2 separate regions of the Canis lupus genome follow, and region 2 is linked to region 1. A link is a contact called in public Hi-C data. All regions are on one chromosome and are shown on one strand. The core of a region is the stretch at or near the end of the contact, and the rest is flanking DNA. Distances in the headings are between cores, read along the strand shown.

What was found. A called contact is a pair of places that touch in the nucleus more often than the background predicts.
Region 2: a contact with region 1 is called in a Hi-C map of blood, with 3 times the contacts expected there. The contact joins the promoter of SPRYD4 here to the promoter of COQ10A in region 1. A contact is called at or near these places in 2 of 9 Hi-C or Micro-C datasets (amygdala and blood).

The regions. Positions count from the first base shown.
Region 1 is chr10:930,999-935,231 of UU_Cfam_GSD_1.0, forward strand. It overlaps COQ10A (coenzyme Q-binding protein COQ10 homolog A, mitochondrial), which reads left to right and starts at 2,059. Exons shown (of 5, transcript XM_038549674.1): 1 at 2,059-2,313; 2 at 2,741-2,887; 3 at 3,664-3,856; 4 at 4,102-4,203. The coding sequence starts at 2,189.
Region 2 is chr10:1,070,979-1,075,211 of UU_Cfam_GSD_1.0, forward strand. SPRYD4 (SPRY domain-containing protein 4) reads left to right here and starts at 1,986. Exons shown (of 2, transcript XM_038549712.1): 1 at 1,986-2,167; 2 at 2,477-4,037. The coding sequence starts at 2,083. The coding sequence ends at 3,015. It overlaps GLS2 (glutaminase liver isoform, mitochondrial), which reads right to left. Exons shown (of 18, transcript XM_038549697.1): 18 at 4,001-4,233.

The DNA of each region.
Region 1 (4,233 bases), core at 809-3,308:
GAAGTTACTGATGTAGAATGACAGGGAAATGGCAGGAAATTGGTTGTTCAAGTACAAGAAATGAACTAGGAAAAGTTTAAATGGCAGTAATTAGCTAATCTAATTAGTAGGGGGACAACAAGCAAATTGACTTGGCAGGCCTATTGTACCTTGGGGATTCTGTAGCAGTTAACTCGGTTAAGGCATAGTGTTAATGAGGTCACAGTTCAGTCATGTATCCCGGTTAATTTCTGTCTTTTATCCAGCCTGTTCGTTTCTCCTCACTCTAAGCAGCTGTCTCACATGTGTAAGCCCTTAGAGGGAGTGGGTCAGGACCAGAAAGCAGGGTTGGAAAGAGTAAGTCTGTCCCTCAAGGTCACATGCCCATCTGAGAGTGGCTCCAGATTACCATCTTGGAACTGGAAGGAGATACTGTATCCTGGTGGTAGGGGTAGGGGTGCTGGGGAAAAAAGAAGAAAGAAAAAGAGGTAAGATCATTCTCCAATTTGGGGCCTCATGTATAAGTAAATATAAAATAAGGATTAAAATGCCTTCCTTAAAAATGTTAAATGTAAGCTCTTTGAAATCCAAATAAAATGGGCTCAAAATGTGAATCAATCCAAGGGCTTCTGACTGGCTCAGTTGGTGGAGGATCTCAGGGTTGTGAGTTTGAGCCCCACGTTGGGTGTAGAGATTACTTTAAAAAATAAAATCTTAAAAAAAGTTAAATCAGTCCATATCCAATGGAAGTCCCAAAATTAATGCCAATCTCAAGGAGGAGTGGGGAGGTGGGGGATTTATGGTTCCAGGTCCCCATTTCTAGGGAAGATGTTTCTCTTCCACACCAATTAGACCCCAGAGGCAACACAGTCTTTAGTTACTTTGTCTTCCTTCCCCCTTCCACACATTACTCAGATAAGAGTCTCCTGAATGTGGAAGTATGATCAAAGATTTAGAGCAAAAGCAGAAGGACTTGCAATATAATAGCATAAACATCTCTAAATGCAACAGCAGGCACCATCATTCTTTTTTTATTATTTTTTTAAGACTTTGACAGGGAGGTAGATAGAGGACAAGCAGGGGAAGTGGGAGACAGAGGAGCTGACTCCCCACTGAGCAAGGGGCCGGAACTTGGGACTCAATCCCAGGACCCTGGGATCATGACCTCAGCCAAAGGTAGATGCCTAACTTACAGAGCCACCCAGGCGCCCAGGCATTACCATTTTTCTTTTATTTATTCGTGAGAGACACACAGAGCGAGGCAGAGACACAGGCAGAGAGAAGCAGGCTCCGTCAGGGGAGCCGGATGAAGGACTCGATCCCAGGACCGTGGGGTCAAGACCTGGGCCAAAGGCGCTCAGCCATTGCGCCAGCAGGTGCCCTTGGCCACCACCATTCTCCAAATGCCCTTCCTCTTCTCCACTATGGGAGAACTTCAGTGATTTCTGCACCCACCTAGATCCAATCTCTTTTTATTTCCCTTTTATTCTTCCCATTTTTATCAAGGGCATTTCGCCCTCCTTGGATCGCGACGGCGAGCAGCCTAGTGACACTGGTCGGCCCGGGTTCCCGCCCGGGAGTCTCCCCCTTGGGCAAGCGCACACTCCCAGGCGAAGGCGGTTTTCTCTAAAATCAAGTCTGGTTTTCCCTCCGCCTTCCCCGACTTCTTCCTATAAATACTAAAAGAGAAAACTATGCAAGGCCTTAGCCCAGAGGGCGTAAGACTCCTTTCCTCCGTGCGTGCAGCACAGCGCCGGGTGCCAGCCCGGAGGCAGCGGCGCGGGCAGCTGCGAACCGGGGCGCGTGCGGACCCGCCGCCGCCCGCGGAGCCGCCTCGGTGCCTCCCCTTCGGCCTCTGCCAGGCGGCTGGGCCCTCGGGCCCCCGCGGCTTCTCACTCCCCCGCGCCCTTTCCCGCCCGACGCGTGAGACTACATCTCCCGAGAGGCCGCGCCGGCCCCCCGCCCCCGGCCCCCGGCCCGCGCCATGGCGACGGCGTGACGTGGGGGCGCCGGGAGCTGCGGGCGCGGCGGGAGCAGCGAGCGCAGCGGGCGCGGCCTCAGTTCCAGGCTCCCCGCCCGCCCAGGCGGGAGCAGGGCGACAGCAGCCGCGGCCCGGGGCGCCGCCGCCTCGCGCCGAGCCCGCCGCCGGCCGCCGCTCCTCCGCAGCGAGGGGGCCCGCGGGCGCCGCCGCCGACCGGGCGAGGGGCGCATGGCCTCGGGGCGCATGGCCTCGGCGGGCGCGCGCCGGCTCCCCGGAGGGACGCGCGCGGCGGCCCAGCGCTGCTGCGGCTTCGCGCTCCGCCCGGCCCCGCCCCCGCCGCCGCGGCCAATGAGGTGAGGGGGAGGCGCGAGCGCCCGCGCGGGCGGCGAGGGGTCGCCCGGGGCGGTGGGGGCGGGGGCGGGGGCGGGGCGCGGCCTCCCCGGGGTCTCCCGGGGCGCTCGCCTTCCAGCCCCGGGGGGCGCCCAACCGCTGCTTGCCGCTGGCGGGCCCCGAGGCCGCGGCCCCCGAGTCCTAGCTCTTAGCCGCGACGCGGCCCCCGCTCAGAGGATGCACCCCACTTTTGCCCGCCCCCCGCAGCACTGTCCTCGGCCGCCCTCGACCTTTCGCACTCGTGACTGCCGCGCCGCGGCGCCCGGCAGGCCGCAGCAGGTGCTGGGGAAAGCTTGTCTGGACGCCCTGCCTGGGATGCGCCCCGCTCCCCCAGGAATGCCTGAGGGACACAAAGTCATGACTTCCTCTCTCCTTTCCTCTTGTCCTTAGATTTCTGACGCCCTGCAGCCTTTTCTTGCCCCGCGCTGCCCGGGTCTTGGTGGCTGAGGTTGGCTTACCTCCCTCTCGTTCCTTCATGGGCTTTGCAGCCCCCTTCACCAACAAGCGAAAGGCTTACTCCGAGCGTAGGATCATGGGGTGAGCATCCTCCCCCCTCCAGCATCCTTACCCCTTCCCTTCGTCTCCAAATGACTAACTCCAGGCTAGGATGCAAGGTGGCAGTGGTGGGCTAGCTTCCTCCCCGGCCATCCCTCTCCCTAGCTATTATTACTGATCCTTTATCCTTCCCTGCTAGCCTTCCAACCTTAATTTTCCCCTTCCTCGTTGCCCTACCCGTCAATTAAACGAAACATTATATTTGGACAGTATAAGACGACAGGGTATTGTCCCTCTGCTGACCTTTTACACGTATTCGTGGGCAAAATAAAAATACTAACTGAGCACTTGCTACGGCAAGTAGTTAGGCTACTTAAGTGTTTTACGTAGTTTTTCTTTTGATCCTGTCAACAAACCTATGAATCAAGTACTAAGTCTGATTTATAGATGAGAAAAACGGAGGCACAGGTAATTTTACCTAGGGCTACATTGTTAGAAAGTTGTAGAGCTAGGATCTGAGTTCTTGTGATCACCAATGAAATTGGTAGCCTCTGTTCCCCCTAGATGGTCCTGCTTAGGATCAAAATAGATAATAAATGCTGGGCAGCCCAAGTGGCTCAACTGTTTATTGCCTCCTTCAACCCAGGGCATGATCCTGGAGACCCCGGATCGAGTCCCACATCGGGCTCCCTGCATGGAGCCTGCTTCTCCCTCTGCCTGTGTCTCATGAATAAATAAAATCATAAAAAAATAGATAAAAAATGCAAAAGCATTCTGTGAACTGCAAAACATAACCTCTCTGTGACTCCTTCCCCTAGGTACTCAATGCAGGAGATGTTCGAAGTGGTGTCCAATGTCCAGGAGTATCGTGAGTTTGTGCCTTGGTGTAAGAAGTCCTTGGTGGTATCTAGCCGCAAAGGTCACCTGAAGGCCCAGTTAGAGGTTGGCTTTCCACCTATAGTGGAACGTTATACGTCTGCTGTTTCCATGGTCAAACCTCACATGGTCAAGGTGAGGCACTGGGAGGGATTAATCAGCGAAGTTTTTGTATTTTTTAGCATTTTTTTACACTGAAGGGTTATTTTGGCCTTCCTTGTACTGATTTTATCAATACTTCCCTAATAAAACATTAGAAGGAAAGGAAGACATTTTTCAGTTCTTTCTTATACACTCTTGCACTCATTATAGGTTTCTTAAAGTACTTATTAAAGGTTTCATTCCATTGTAATATTATTTGACTAACTGCCCTCTTCTAGGCTGTTTGCACTGATGGCAAGCTCTTCAACCACTTAGAGACCATTTGGCGATTCAGCCCTGGTATTCCTGCCTATCCTCGAACTTGCACTGTGGACTTTTCGGTGAGTCAGGAGGCTGTGGAGCATAGAGCA
Region 2 (4,233 bases), core at 736-3,235, 140 kb after region 1:
CACATCTACGATGGAACCTAAGGAGAAAAACTACAGGAACAGAATTTAAGAACTTTCCTCTAATTACCAGCAAAATGCAAAGTATTGATAGAGCAGGACTTTTCTGTAGGAAATCTGTCCTCCATGCCTTTGCTCCGAGGCTTAAGAGAAATAGAAACCTCTCTTCTCACACATTAGGCAGGATGTAAAGGCTGGACCAGGCTGACGCCTGGTGGAGAGAATGAGCCAGCCACCGCACTGCAATAACAAGGGCACAAAACTTACTCCCTTTATCCTCATTCATTTATTAATTAAAAAACAATAGTACACTTTGTGCTAATACTGAGGCCCTGGAGCACAGAGAATAAAGGACTTAATCCCCACTCCTAAGAGTTCTTAAGAACCCATTCATAAGAACCTAACAGGTGAGAAAGGGTGCCTAGGTGGCTCAGACTGTTTTGTTTTTTTTTCTTCTGCTTTTTAAAATATTTTATTTAGGGACGCCTGGGTGGCTCAGTGGTTGAGCAACTGCCTTTGGCTCAGGTCCTGATCCCGGAGTCTTGGGATCAAGTCCCATATCGGGCTCCCCTCGCAGAGAGCCTGCTTCCCTCTCTCCCTGTATCTCTACCTCCCTGTGTCTGTCATGAATAAATAAAATCTTTAAAAAAAGATTTTATTCGACAGAAAGAGAGAGAAGGCATGTGCACAAGCAAGGGAAGCGGCAGGCAGAGGGAGAGAAAGAAGCAGGCTCCCTGCTGAGCAAGAAACCCATATGGGGCTCTATTCTAGGACCCTAGGATCATGACCTAAGCTGAAAGCAGATGCTTAACCAACTGAGCCACTCAGGTGCCCCTGGCTCCAACCTGTGTCCGCCTTCATCTCAGGTCCTGGGATTGAGTTTACATGGGGCTCCCTGCTCAGCAGGGAGTCTGCTTCTCTCTCTATCCCTCTCTCCGCTCAAGCTCTCTCTCACTCACTCTCTCAGATAAATAAAATATAAAAACAAAAACAAAAACAAAACCCAAAACACCTAACAGATAAGTAGCTGCCTCTTTAAATGTTACATCCTTGCAGCACCAGGGAGACTGGGGAGTCCAGTTAGAAGGCTAATGCAGTAGTCCAGGGGAAAAATAATGTGATTGGGGTTCAAGGATAATCAGGTTTCGGGATCCCCGGGTGGCTCAGCGGTTAAGCTCTGCCCTCGGCCCAGGGCTTGACCCTAGAGACCCGGGATCGAGTCCCATGTTGAGCTCCCTGCATGGAGCCTGCTTCTCCCTCTGTGTCTCTCATGAATAAATAAAATCTTTTTTTTTTAATAAATAAAATATTTTTTTAAAAAAGGATAATCAGATATGTGACGAGAGAGACAAGTCAAGGACTTCCAGGTTTCGGGCGTGGGCAGTGGGCTGGTTATGGGTTGCAGATCACAGAGGTCCGGGAACCAAGCGAAAGAGGAAGCTTGTGTAAATGTGAGAACAAAGTTTTAGACCTGTTAAGTTTCAGGCTGGCTGGTGAGGGGTGGGGCGTATCCGGGTAGAAATGTCTAAAAGGTAGTTGGACATACAAGCCTGCAAGTCAGTCCTTCTGCAAAAACCCTGAAAACACAAAACCAATATTTATACTATTTACATATTACTATTTATCAAACCATTTAACCTAGTGGCTGCTGTCTGTCAAGTTGTATTCTAGGCTATTCTTTCTAATTTTTATCAAGGTCTAGAGGGTGGTTATTTTTGTTTTACAAAGTAAGACACTAAGTCTCGGGAGAAGTGAAGTGATTTGCCCCAAGTCACACAGCGGAGCTGCGTTCGAATCCTATTATTAATTCTAAAATCTATGCTCGACACCCTTCGACGCTACCTTTTTAAAGGACCTCCTTGCTAAAAGTGTGAGCAGCAGTCCCCTCGGGAAAAGCAAACAAACCGTGCCCAGCCCCGACGCACCTGCGCAGAACGCGCCAAGATGGCCGCCCCGACCTGGGCGGGGGGGCCCCTACGTCATCACGCCGCGCGGCGGCCTGTCGCGCACCACGTCGGAAGGGGGCAGGCGGGCAGATGGCGGCGTGTGCGGCCCGGGACGTGCCCTGTTCAGCCCTGGCGCAAGATGGCGCTGCCCTTTGCACGTTTGTTGTGCCTGTGCCGCCGGGGAGCCGAACGCTTGGGGCTTGCTGCCGCCGAAGCCCGCAGAGGTAAAACTATCTTCTCTCACTCCTTTACCTCCCAAATGGTTTCCGCATTCCCGGGAGCCCTTTTGGGTCATTCCCCTCCCGATCTGCGTTGGTCTTGAGAGTCCAAACATGGGACACGGGCTGTTTACCCCGAGGCTTCCCCGAGCCCGAGGCCCATATTAACGGGCCCCGCTCTTGCCCGCTGACGTCCTGACGCTTTCCTGTGTACTCGTGAGCTCCCCGACCGCGGCCTCGGATCGTCCTATGCACGTATCCCTAGGCCTAGGGTTCTACCCCCGTCATCATCCAGTCTCTTTGCTCTGCTCGCAGGCATCAGTTTCAAACTGGAAGAAAAAACCGCCCACAGCAGCCTGGCCCTCTTCAAAGGTGACACGGGCGTCAAATACGGCATAGTGGGATTGGAGCCCACCAAGGTGGCCCTGAATGTGGAGCGCTTCCGGGAGTGGGCCGTGGTGCTGGCAGACAAGGCGGTCACCAGTGGCAGACACTACTGGGAGGTGACGGTGAAACGCTCCCACCAGTTCCGGATAGGAGTGGCAGACGTGGACATGTCCCGGGATAGTTGCATCGGTGTTGATGAGCGTTCCTGGGTGTTCGCTTATGCTCAGCGCAAGTGGCACACCATGTTGGCCAACGAAAAAGCCCCCATTGAGGGCATCGGGCAGCCAGAGAAGGTGGGGCTGCTGCTGGAGTATGAGGCCCAGAAGCTGAGCCTGGTGGACGTGAGTGGGGTCGCTGTGGTCCACACCATACAGACCGATTTCCGAGGTCCAGTGGTACCTGCCTTCGCCCTTTGGGATGGAGAGCTGCTGACCCACTCAGGGCTCGAGGTGCCTGAAGGCCTCTAGCATGTCCCTCACTGTAGTCCCTAATTATGCTCTTGGCCAATCTCCTCTGAAAGTGTCTGAATCCTTTTAATTTTGCCACCAAGCAATCTCTAACTCTCAAAATTCAGTGTTGGGTCCTCTGTGCAATATCCTAGTCGTTTTCTTCTCCCATACCCTGAGAAAGCTAGGCATACAGCCACCTTTCCCCTCCCCCAAGCCACTGCCAGTTTCCTAAGCTATCATGAGTGTACCTTGCCTGGCTGGCTTCCTTCAGTCCCTCTGCCTCCCTGTGCCCAGACCTGTCTCAGACTGCAGTTTAGTCCTGGGGTCTTAGCTTTCAACTTGTTTGAATGTATTCACCATGTGATACCCTCTGCCTCCCTTTGCCCACATGTGATTTTTTTTTTCCCCCTTTTCCTTGGGGCTCTACAGGATCTCTCGAGTAAATCCTTTCTACCTCTGGCTGGAAGAGTGGTGCAGTCAGTGACTTGCCCCTTTACAGCGTATATGCAGTCTGGGCTCTGCCTCCCTCATAAAGTGCTTTATGGTGGCTGAAACCGAGCCCTCCTTCCCCAGTACCTCAGTGCCAGACTCTCAGCCCCACACAGCTGCAGCTGTCACCACCCACAGTCCGTCTGCCTTAATCTGCACACCTCTGACATCTGGTATAATCACTGGGTCAGTTACAACCACGACCAAAGGAGACAAGGTACTTTTGCTGCAGTTGGAACTTCCAGAGGGAGGAGAGATGCCTGAGGTCTTGCACAATTCATTTTTGGGCCTGCTCAGTCCCAAACCTCCAAGCATCAGCCCACCCCTGCAACCTGATCTCTGGCAGCAGAATACAGTTAGCCTACAGCAGTAGTTGGGGTTGAGGAAAACGTGGTGGGGTGAGTATGTGAAATATGTATTGTTTGGGCTCTGTGGTTCCCTCTTACTCTACCTTTATGATAGTGATGCAGCTGGATGCCTCTAGAAGAGAGAGAAGGATGGGATTTAACAAAAATAATTTGTGTAATTAAAGTTTATTTGAGCACAAAATACTTTCTCTGTCTATAAAATTAGCAGTAGCAGCAGTACTTCCCAGCCAAGGAGGGCAGACCTGTCCAGGCTCTTAAAGCCTGGAACATAGCTGTCCCACTTCTTCTGTGGATATACACCTATGCATGGTAGCTAAGACCTCTTTACCGGAGTATTTCTGTGTCTCCCATGATGGTTTCTTTAGGGAGAGGGAGAGGG